Regions from separate parts of the Anas platyrhynchos genome. Here all the other regions are linked to region 3. A link is a contact called in public Hi-C data. All regions are on one chromosome and are shown on one strand. The core of a region is the stretch at or near the end of the contact, and the rest is flanking DNA. Distances in the headings are between cores, read along the strand shown.

Region 1 (3,725 bases), core at 1,018-3,517, 100 kb before region 3:
CATATGCAGCAGCACTGAGGAGAGCCATCCTGCCATGCCACAGGAGCAACCTCCCCGCATGCAAGTACAGCATCACCAGAAGATCACCGCGACTGTGATTCTCCCCACTACAGGCCTAAAATATTCAGATGCTTACAGAACATCCAGCGATGATGCCAGCACCACATCCTAAGAAACATTTGTGCCTTTTTCAGTTGCTTTTTGTAACAGCCTTCCCAGTGGCCTGGAGGGTTTTTGAAAACTCAAATTTCAGAGCTGTTTACTGCTATTCTGTGAGCAACAAAAAAACTAAGAGGTCCAAACTCAGGCAATCTCCCCTCTGCTACTGTAAAGCAAGTGAGCAAGTCACTGTGTTTCTCTTTCCAGTCACAAAGGCTGTGCCAACACAGCAGTGATTTCCATGTGGTGAGGGTACTGAGTTACGTGCTGGTGTCTCAACCATGTTGCGTCAGTTCAGCTCTGCAGAGAGGCACAGACAACTGTTGCCATTTTATGCCAGCTACTGGTGAAACTGCAGTCTTGCTTCGCTGAGGGAAACACATCAGCCCTGTGACAGGCCCACATACAGAGCCCCTGCAGAAACCTATTGGGAACTATGCGCCACCACACACGGGGCAGAGGAGAAGCCCCTTCCAGAGGGGCCATCCGCACCCTCTGTGACTATCATTTATTAAGGTGTCAATCACTCCAGCATCTGAGTGCCCCCACCAACAAAACCAGGGCCAATAGACTGGCAGCAGCAGCAGTTACAGTAGCACGTCCCATCTGACAGGGCAGCCTCCCTCTCTGCATGAGCTGTTGCTCCTGAGCCACCTGTCAAACTAGCACCAGGCAGAACATGTTACTGCAACCTGACAAGGAGATGACAGGGGCTCAGGGTCCAGCCAAATTTGGGCAGAGCCAAGTACCCGCTGTGGGTAGCTGGGCTGGACAGGCCATTCCCTCTCCCTAAGGACAGGGGGCACATAAATGTGACACTCACAGCAGCACAAAGCCCAAATAACAACCTCCTCCCCACAGACAGCATGGGGCCAGATTCCTCAGCCACCAGCTGGCTGCTAAGTTTTATTGGCTTTGCTTCAGAGCTGCTGCTTTGCATGTGCCTCCGCCTGTGTTGGACAAAAATGGTCAGATGTCCCACTGAACCCATCTGAAAAAAAAATCCAAACCAAGCCAGCTGCAGCAGCCAGCAAATCGAGTCAATGCTTTTGTGTCATAAACAACTGAAAGTGTTCATGTTTACCCGCCCTCCTCACCTTCATTTGGTCTTAAATTGTGAGAGGGAAATTCATTTTTAAGCAAGATACGATGGTATTTCTCAGCTAAAACAAGCCAGACCAAATGAGAGTCATGCACAAGCAGAAAGGGGAAGTAAGCCTTGCTGAGCTAACCGAAGTATAAATATATCAACTTATACAAACTTGGGAAACATCCCTGAAGGCAGATAAAAAACAAAATACAGAAACAGACAGAAAAACTTTTAAATGGTATCAACCTCTCCTCTGGGGGCACAGAACTCCCAGTTTGCAACCAGCAAAAAAGCTCCTACAGGGAGCCTGGTCCAGAAAACACCTCGTGATTGCCCTGAATGCTCACATCCAGAGCAGTGATATCTTAGAACCCTGCCCATGTTGCGAATCTGCATGAGAACCTTGTTTGGGGGGAGGAAGGAGGAAACCTACTGGAATCAGCCGTCACAACCTGCATTTGGGATATGATGTATTGGCACCTCTGCCACATCACGCATTTGTGACTCACTGAAGCCAGTGGAACAGGAGCAGTACTTACCCAGAGCTGTCACAGCAATTCAGTAATGGCAAAGGGCTTTCAAACCTTCAGATGAAAGGCACCAAAATCCCAGGTGCTGCTGCTGTTATTGTGCCCAAAAGCACGAGCTACTGCTGCACTCTTGTGACAGGGACAAGGTTTGGGCAAGCTCAGCTGCATCACCTTGCCACCTGGTTGCCAGCCCTTCCAAAGCCAGGGCAGTAGTGCTCAGGGAAGAGTCCTTTCTCTCACTGAAGCACAAAGCTAACAGATAAAACCCTTCACTGAAGAAGTAACCTGCATTTGCCCACCCCTCCTGCAAAAAGCACCCCATCTCAGCTTGCTCAGTGCTCCCCCTCCCTCCCCCCCTTAGGACCTCAGCCTAGCTTGCTGGCAATCCTGAGGCTTTTAGCCTGCCATTAAATAACTATGTCACCCTATAATTCATCCACAGGATGTGAGGACTCTGCCTGGCCTTGTATAGAGCTGCTGACTAAGGCAATGACATGAATAAATAATTTTGAAGTGGAGTTACTCATAAAAGTAGGCAGCTCCAATGGTGAAAGCAAATACCAGTTGGCACCAAAAACTGACATTAAGAAATTCAGTCAGCAGACCACAAATTGATTTGTAGCACACCCAGCACACATTACTGCCTCTCTAGCTTCTTACTGTATAATATACCCCCCAAAATTATTTATGGATCCTGCTTAGAATACATCAGTGCTTTAAGCAAGCTGCAGGGGCAGAAGGAAGGTGTCTTCAGTACTGTGGAAGCACAATTGAAATGAACTAAGCAAGCACAGGGATGAGATAGAGAAAAAAATAGTCACCAGGGAAGCCCAGCCCACGTGGGACTTTGAGATGAGAACACAACAAACTATGACACCTTCAGCTTGCTCAGGCCTTCATCTTGCTGTAATATGCTGGCTACCAGCCCACACTGGAGCAAAACGCCAGCTCAAACCTATTATAACCTCAGCTGAGCCCTGTTGCCTCTGCTTCAAAACATGCAAGGCTGAATGAGAGCATTGCCTGCATTAGAGCTCAAAACCAGACACATACCATTGAGGTATTTCAGATCCACCCTAGAGGGCTATAGGGCTTCTAACAGCACCCCCAAACTCGTGTCCTCTATTTATCAAACTTTGATTTTTCATCACACCCAGGAAAACCACCACCTAAACTTCTGTCCTTGAAAAAGGACTTCAGTAAGAGACATGTCTGACATTTCACAGGTTTCAGTTCTTCCCACCTGTCTATTCCTTTTTACTTGAGCTTGTTTCATTTGTCTATAGAATTCAATTCCATGTTATGGCATCTAACAAATGGCAAAAAACAAAGCCAGCCTGCTTTCCTGTTTCTGTGGAGGTGCTTCTCAGCAGAAGCGGGGCCAGATTACCTGACTGGCTTCCAATCACCGTTACCTGCAAATGCTTTTGTGCTGCCCCTTCTTCCCCAGGGCCTAGGGATGGGCTTTTCCACCACCCTCTCCTCCTGTCCCCACAGCAGCAGTGCATCTTCTCCTCTCCCCCTGTGAGCCCAGCCCAGAACCTACACACGTTCTTCAACAGCAAAGCACTTTTTCAAAGCATCCATTACTTACTTGATGAACAGACACTTCTGAATTCAGGAACAAAATATAACCAGGGAGCTTGAAGAACAAAGCAAGACAGAGCCCAAAGAACACAACTTTTGAATGCATCCAGGATGGTGTGTGTTAACACTAATACAAACTATGCAAAAATGAATACAGAGATAACAGAAAAGGCAACTAACTGAAAACCTATTACATATACTGTATTTTTATATTTATGGAAATTTGCTTAAAAAAAAAAACAACAACAACAAAACACAGCAACACTACTGTGGTAAGATTGTCTATAAATTTTAGATCAATTGTATATTTTATCAGAACAATTTGTGTTAGTCTGGTATATTAATGCATGTAATAATTG
Region 2 (3,567 bases), core at 700-3,199, 75 kb before region 3:
AGTTGGGAGGAATAAAACAAACACACCTATACCTTAAACATTCTTGGGTCAGAAAGAAAACTGGTGTGACTGACATAATGCTCTTATCTCTGCAAAATGATTTCAGTAAGTTTAGCTTGTTTTCCACACAGAGAACAGTGCATTCAAAGTTTGAAGGTGACAGACTTTTTGTTCCTACCAAGCACAAGAGACCAAGCCCCAGTCCCCCAACTTCTGCTGCCTCCTCAGCACTGGTGCTTATCAAAGAACTGGTTATGTGTTGACACAGCTCAGGCTCAGCACTAACCTCCTCAAAGGCACCAAAAAGACCTTTTCGACGTCTTTTGTTAGTCTCATTTTCTTCTGTTTTCCCTTCAACCTGAAACAGTAAAGCAAAACTAAGTATATGCATTACTCTAACAGCTACCAAAATTATTCAATCCTTTCTTCCCCAGGCATTAGCTCCACAAGCAGGCAAGTGTGGTCTTGTGGTCTGGCCTCTGTTAAATACCATGACCATGGGTAAGCAGTGCCAGTGCACCCCTCATTAGGTCCCCCAGCTCAGGAGGATTGCTCCTTGCACAAGAAGCCCTGCTGGCAGTAGTCATGTATGTAACAGCAGCCCTGACTGGGAGCTCCTACTGGGCTCTGCTAGGGAAAATCCTACACTTTGTTTAACAGAGGACCTGCAAGCCTTGTGTTTGCCTATTCCTCCTTAAGTATTGATGACTTTGTAACTCATAAAGCATTAGCACACACTTGAAGAAAAAGGCATTTGAGCATCAGTTATTCTGTGAATTTTAATCTACACTACATTGGTTTCCAGATAAATATGGCAATCCAAGACGACTCACTCTTCCACTATAGCTCTGCATCTTTTTCAACTGCATGCAGACCATGTTTTCATAGTGCAAATGTGTCCCTTTTTTTGGAGCAATTGTTCTCTGCCTCAACAATTTCAGAAATATGTTATCCATCTCCCTTGCAGGGTTCTCCTTCCCAACTCTGGTTTTACACAGTAGTACTTAAGCAAGCAAACAGCCTATTTTGTGCTCAAGCTATACATGAAGCTATGCATGTATGCTGTCATTTTACTGGAAATTACACAAACAATATTTCTCACTCAGTTTGCATGAACTTGCAAAATAGTCGATACTTAAAAATTTGTGTCTTTTCTCATTAAATTCAGTCTTTAAGGGACAGCACAATTTGTGTAGTTATGACATGGGGGCTTTTTGTCTTGTAAATGTCATGTTAGTTTATATTTTATGAACAATAAACCACATTCCACTTATTTGAATTTGCCCACATTGCAGCTCAATGATTGCTCAGCGAATTAAAACAAACAAACAAAAAAGAATAAGGAGACAAAGATCAAAGAATACAGGCTTTCTTTTTACATATACACATTTATAATAAATCATTGTGCAGTGAATAGAAGTAATCTCAAACATATTTTGGGCAAGCACTGAAAGAATCAGAGGACAATATTTTGATTACTTTGTATGCTTTGGTATACTGCCTTTCAAGCACCAGCTCTCAGTAATCCAGTTTTACACTACCTATAATCATTAGTCTACCAAGAAAAAGTGAACAGCAGAACAGCACAATGTATTCTGCATAATAATCTGTACCACATAAAAGCAGAGTTTGTCTAAGTGAATGAAGTAAACCAGATGTTGCCTTTCAGAAGCAACATAAAAAGACTTTTATTAACTTACTTACAAAGAAGTGAAAAACAAAGCAATTTAATTGCCTAGCAGAACTCCAAGAAAGAGGATTGTGCCCTTTGTTGTGTAAACACCTTGATTCATTTCTTAGTCTGGAGCACAGGAAATCTCAGTTCCTCGCAAACTCTGCTGACACCAGTAGGAAAATGGAAAACATCACCAAGACCTGCAGAGGCTACTGCCATACCAGCTCCAGCCTCTGCTTCCCGGTCTTTCACCAGCAGCACGCAGATAAGGATCCCCTGTCTAGCCAGATAAAAGAACAAACTGTATGGTGCAGAGAGTTCAGTAAGCGACACATGACACTATGTTACCCCATGTGGGTTTGGACTTTTCACAATACACAAATGCTCTCCTACTATCATACCTGGACAACGCTCAACACCACTCTCTGCAGGGCAAAGAACCACAACACCACAGCCACACTTTAACTCAAGCAGTTGCTTTCCAAGGAGCCTCGTTTCCCAGATAGTTTCTGACGGTTATGGCCTTTGCAAATCTCTGTCCCAACTTGAGCAGTGTACTTCTTGCCAAGCTTCATGTCCCGCCCATGACGAGGCTGCAAATCCTCATATAAAGTAAGCGGCCTTGATAGTCTCACTCCCCAAGCTGATTTGCAAAATATTGCTTCCCCTTCTCCTTTCAAACAAGCCCCTTTGGTGTGAAACCAAAGGGGCCCATCAGGCAAATCACCTCATGCTTTCATGTAGTGCCAAGAACTACACCTCCTGTTATGAGACAAGGCATATTTCATGACAGGAGGTTAGTCAGAGGGCTGTATGCCTTAGTAATGGAAAGCTTTCCCCACTACCAGAAGTCTATTTACTTCTGCAAATAACTGAGAGAAAAATAACAATATTGTGGTCACAAAAAAAAAAAAAAAGTTTTTCTTCTAAAGAAGTCACCCACAAGAAAATGCAATGTTTATTTTGCCTATTTAGTTTCTCACTGCTTGGTTAGCTGGGAAACATGTCACTTTGTTTTGTGTGTATGTGGGTGGCAGGGAAGAGTTATTTCCTCGCAAGGATATATGAGGTTACTGGGCAGCTGACTGTCCACTGGTTTTGAAAATATGTTTGGGGATGGAAAAAATTTGAGATGTAAATTAACTCTAGGAAATATCTGGAAATTCTCAAGTACTTTTTCAGACGACTGAGAAGAACAAAACACAACAAAAAAAATCAATCCACATTTCTACTACAACTGAAAAGGTAGGATAGCAACAAATTTAAAAAGCAATGTATTAAAAACATTGAGACATGTAGTACATACATGTACACCTGTAAGGACACCAACCACAGAAACAAGTAGAAAAATTGTATTTCTGCAGGCAAAAATTAAAGAGTATTTGCACTTGTAAATACTGAGTGAAAGAAACAAAAAAAAGACAACCACCACCAACCAACCACCCACCCACCACCAACAACAAAAACAACTAATTTATTTTCTACATATCCCAGGAAACTCAAAACCTGGAACAGTTTTGCATTAAGTTGTATTTCAGAAAACACGGAAGTTAAATTCATTCTGGTGGAGGAGTATGGGCTGCTGTCTAACTCATGTTGGTTAATCTGCATCAGTTGGATTAGAGCAGTCTCAGAGAGACACTGCTGCATCAGAGCCAAGTTTTGCAGACACTCCCCATTTAAAATGAAGTTAAAATGAAGATAGGTTTGGCTGTGAAAGCAAAGCCCCTCCTTAAGGTCTCCCTTCAGCAGAGGCCCAAGTTAATGAATAGACAGAGGGTGAAAGTTTATTACTGAATAATTTCATTACAGTAACTTTTAAATTAAATCATACAAAACTTTTGAAGTTATAATCCATTCAGAAATACAAAAACAATACTCCCACTGCACGC
Region 3 (3,345 bases), core at 135-2,634:
AGGCCCATCCAACAATTTTAGCATGCATGATAAAAGGGATCTTTTATCAAAAGGAATTAAGGTAAGACAAGCAGGCTAAAAAACAGACTCCTGAGAGATCAAAAGGAAAAATAAAGCAATTTGCTTGCCTGAAGGACAGGGAAAGCCCCATTTAACTAAACTCCCAGAAGGAAAGGTAGCATGTACATAGCCTGAGAAATTCCATCAATGGCACAATTTATCCTCTTGATGTCATTGAATGGTTAATGACTGTAGATACACGTAAGAATGATCAGCCACATTCTGTTCTTAGCTGTAGCCATGCAACCCAGATGTGAGCAACCAGAGCTTAACCGGTGGTTGTTTTTTTAGATCATTTACTTCAAACGTTCATTTATGTGCGTATAAATGATGGTGGTTTGTGTCCCATATTTCTTCTGCTGCTGCATCCCAAGCCGTTCCTGTAAGGCAGATTCAAGGTACTGTGGAGATGAAAATGATGGGTACAGTGGGGATTTTAAATGGACTCCCTGCTTCCCTGAAGACATGCTGCAAACACAAGCCGTAACTGCCCACCCAGGTTGAACAGGCTGTGGTCCAGACCTGTCCTCACACATAGCCTCCATTCACTGCAGCTGGATTTCACAAGAGCGACTAAGGGCAGAGCGCAGCCGTTGTGTTTCAAAACATTTGCAGAATGATTGGACATAATTCTTTGAAGAGGATTTAATTTTCTTAATGGGTTTGAGTAAACCATCAGCCTCCACAGCTGCATGGGGAATACTTCAGGAGACTTCACGCGGCATACTTCAGCAAAGCAAAAGTGCACAAAGTCATACCTGTTGGACACAACATCTCAGAACAGAGCTGTTCCTCTCAGATTTCTACTGCACAGTATATTTTAAAAATATTGAACTAACCAATCTCAATGACTGATTTTACTGTACTAGAGACTAGAATTTTTTCCTCAACAGTATAGTTAATATTCCTTCTCACATAAGCATTTTAATATAAATATACATATGAAAGTGCCTTCATCCCTGAAGCCAAATGAAGGTGTTCTTTTGAAAGCGGAAAAGTTAAAACTGTAAGCAGATGTCTCTGAAGCCAGCTTGCTTTCAGTGCTCATTCAGCAAATACCTTCTACTTGCTTGCTTTCAGTGGCCAAAGATCTGACTTCTGCGCTCTGAAAAATGCCCGTCATGGTGCCTGGGTGAGTTGCAATGGTCACGAGTCCATCAGTTCTGGAGGCCAAGCTGAGGAAGCTTGAGTTAGCAGTGCCATTCCCCACGTGCCTCTCTCTGCCTGACTCACCTTTCTGACACTTTTCCTGCCCTGACTGGACTGGTCGTACTTGCACTCTGCCCTCTGCTCAGCCTATCTCAGCAAAACCCATGTGTTAAGCAAGCAGCTGTCTGTTGCAATCTCTCAGTGAGAAGCAGGAGGCCCATGGAGACCAAGGGCACTCTCTAGAACAGGGCAAAAAATCTTCCTAAAATGACCAAACCTGTGACCTTGTTATAAAATCTGACTGTCCTGAAAGGATAAGGTTTATTCCTCACTGCCTCCTGTCTGCCAACAAAGAATCTGACCCCTTCAAATCAGCACCAACTTACATGGCAGGGAGCCACAGGAAAGCTAGCACTTCAGGTTAGCGTTCCCTTTCCCCTGCTTTAACCTTTATAATCAAATATCAAAAAGAATGAAAACAAACCACTGCTGCAGTCATTGGCACATTACATTTTCTGTTCTCACCAGCACATTTTATAGGTCACTGTTAGGCCAAGGAAACATAACACAGCGTTCCTTCCCCCCCCCCCTCCCCCCTTCCCCCTCCCAACCCTCCCCTTTTTAAATTTGAAAGCAGGTATCTTCTTCCAAGCTAAATACTTTTAACTACTGGACTTCACAGAAAAAGAAGGTCATAAGCTGACTCATCAATAGCCATAATAAATGTGTAAAAGATCCTGGACATCGGATCATGTAAGTTATATGAATGGCAGGTATGAAAGATGGTCACCACCCAAGAAAACAGATGTATGTGTTCTTAAGGTTTACCATGATTTATGAAGTAATAAACATCTTACAGCAGAGCAAAATGTCCTGGGCCTGATCATCTCACATATTATCACCTACATGTATCTATACACATCTTTTATATACTTGTTTTACACCTCATGCACAGAATGAGCTCTCAACTAAATGAAAGTGGATAAGGGAGACACTTTTATGCCACTTTGTGTGAGGCATAAACATACAACAGCTTACTTTTACAAGGTGACTTGCTATTTTCACTGAAAGAGAGGACAGTAGTTAAAAAATCTAAGAAATAACTGTAAAGATGCCTTTATCCAAACATTTTATATTCCAAGCATTTAAAATACTGAAAAAGTGTCCTTTGTAGTTACTATCTAGCACCACCAGCTGGATGCTCTAAGGAACTAAGACCTAGATTTTTACTGCTTAAAGATGGAAATCCTAGCAAAATGATCTTATGTTCCTGTACACGATTCTTCTCTTGCTGGTAAAGTATCAGCTGTAAATACCTGGCACCAATGGCATGACAGGATGACCTGGCTGAATTTTATTCATTTTGTTCAGCAGCAGCTGTCAAGTGAAACCTTGGATATACCAAAGGATGCCCATCTGTATGTTTTGTACCTCTGGTGGAATCTCATGCCAGTGAATACAACACTTGCCACGATCCTGCATGGAAAGAACCTGTCCATCCCACCTACTCGCACACCCCTATGGGTGCGAGCATTCATGCAGATTTTGCTCAGCCTCATCTCTCCCAGCCATACTAGCAGTGTGCTCTGAGCAAGCAGCCGGGCACTGTGTGTCAGGTGTGCCAGCACAAGAACAATGGTTCGCTTGGGTAGGTTGCTGTAGCACACTGTAATTTCCTGCAGGGCTGTTTCTAACATCTGGGCTACCAGAGGATGCTAACAACCTTTCCACACAGGAAAGTAAAGGAAAAAGTTTCAGATATCTAGATAGCACCTCATAGGATTTTTTTTTTGTGAACCCCATTCCAGTCCAGTTGGAGTCTGGCAAACTAGCAGTTATAGTGATAAGTACTTGGCATATATCACCCCTTATGTGGAGGACACAAAGTGTGCTAAGCAGAAGCTAAACGTGTCATTCCATTTTACTCGTTGGCAGAGAAGTGGGTAACGTAAGATATGCAAAAACATTACTGCTTAACACAAAGCAGCACAAACATATCAATCACACAGCAGGCTGCTGCTGTCCTTATTCCTCTGCCAGCTATGATGAATGGCATGAAAGCGAATAAAAATGACCTCCTGTGGATTCAGAATAGGTGTGGTGGTGGCAGGAGACTGGATCTTTACTCCCAATCCT

The links. A called contact is a pair of places that touch in the nucleus more often than the background predicts.
Region 1: a Hi-C map of skeletal muscle shows a contact between it and region 3, with 1.7 times the contacts expected there. The contact joins two enhancer-like sites. A contact is called at or near these places in 3 of 8 Hi-C or Micro-C datasets (liver, skeletal muscle and subcutaneous adipose tissue).
Region 2: a Hi-C map of liver shows a contact between it and region 3, with 2.0 times the contacts expected there. The contact joins two enhancer-like sites. A contact is called at or near these places in 2 of 8 Hi-C or Micro-C datasets (liver and subcutaneous adipose tissue).

The regions. Positions count from the first base shown.
Region 1 is chr5:66,027,518-66,031,242 of IASCAAS_PekinDuck_T2T, reverse strand. The region is part of intron 25 of MICAL2 (microtubule associated monooxygenase, calponin and LIM domain containing 2); the gene reads right to left. Among named protein-coding and RNA genes, the nearest start is that of PARVA, 46 kb to the left of the region's middle. Within about 2 kb of position 2,267, at least 1 of the 8 cell types and tissues checked has an H3K27ac peak or open chromatin away from gene starts, as enhancers often do.
Region 2 is chr5:66,001,598-66,005,164 of IASCAAS_PekinDuck_T2T, reverse strand. MICAL2 (microtubule associated monooxygenase, calponin and LIM domain containing 2) reads right to left here. Exons shown (of 36, transcript XM_072039424.1): 16 at 287-358. Among named protein-coding and RNA genes, the nearest start is that of MICAL2, 57 kb to the right of the region's middle. Within about 2 kb of position 1,949, at least 3 of the 8 cell types and tissues checked have an H3K27ac peak or open chromatin away from gene starts, as enhancers often do.
Region 3 is chr5:65,926,545-65,929,889 of IASCAAS_PekinDuck_T2T, reverse strand. It overlaps a transcript of MICAL2 not described here. Among named protein-coding and RNA genes, the nearest start is that of MICAL2, 18 kb to the left of the region's middle. Within about 2 kb of position 1,384, at least 7 of the 8 cell types and tissues checked have an H3K27ac peak or open chromatin away from gene starts, as enhancers often do.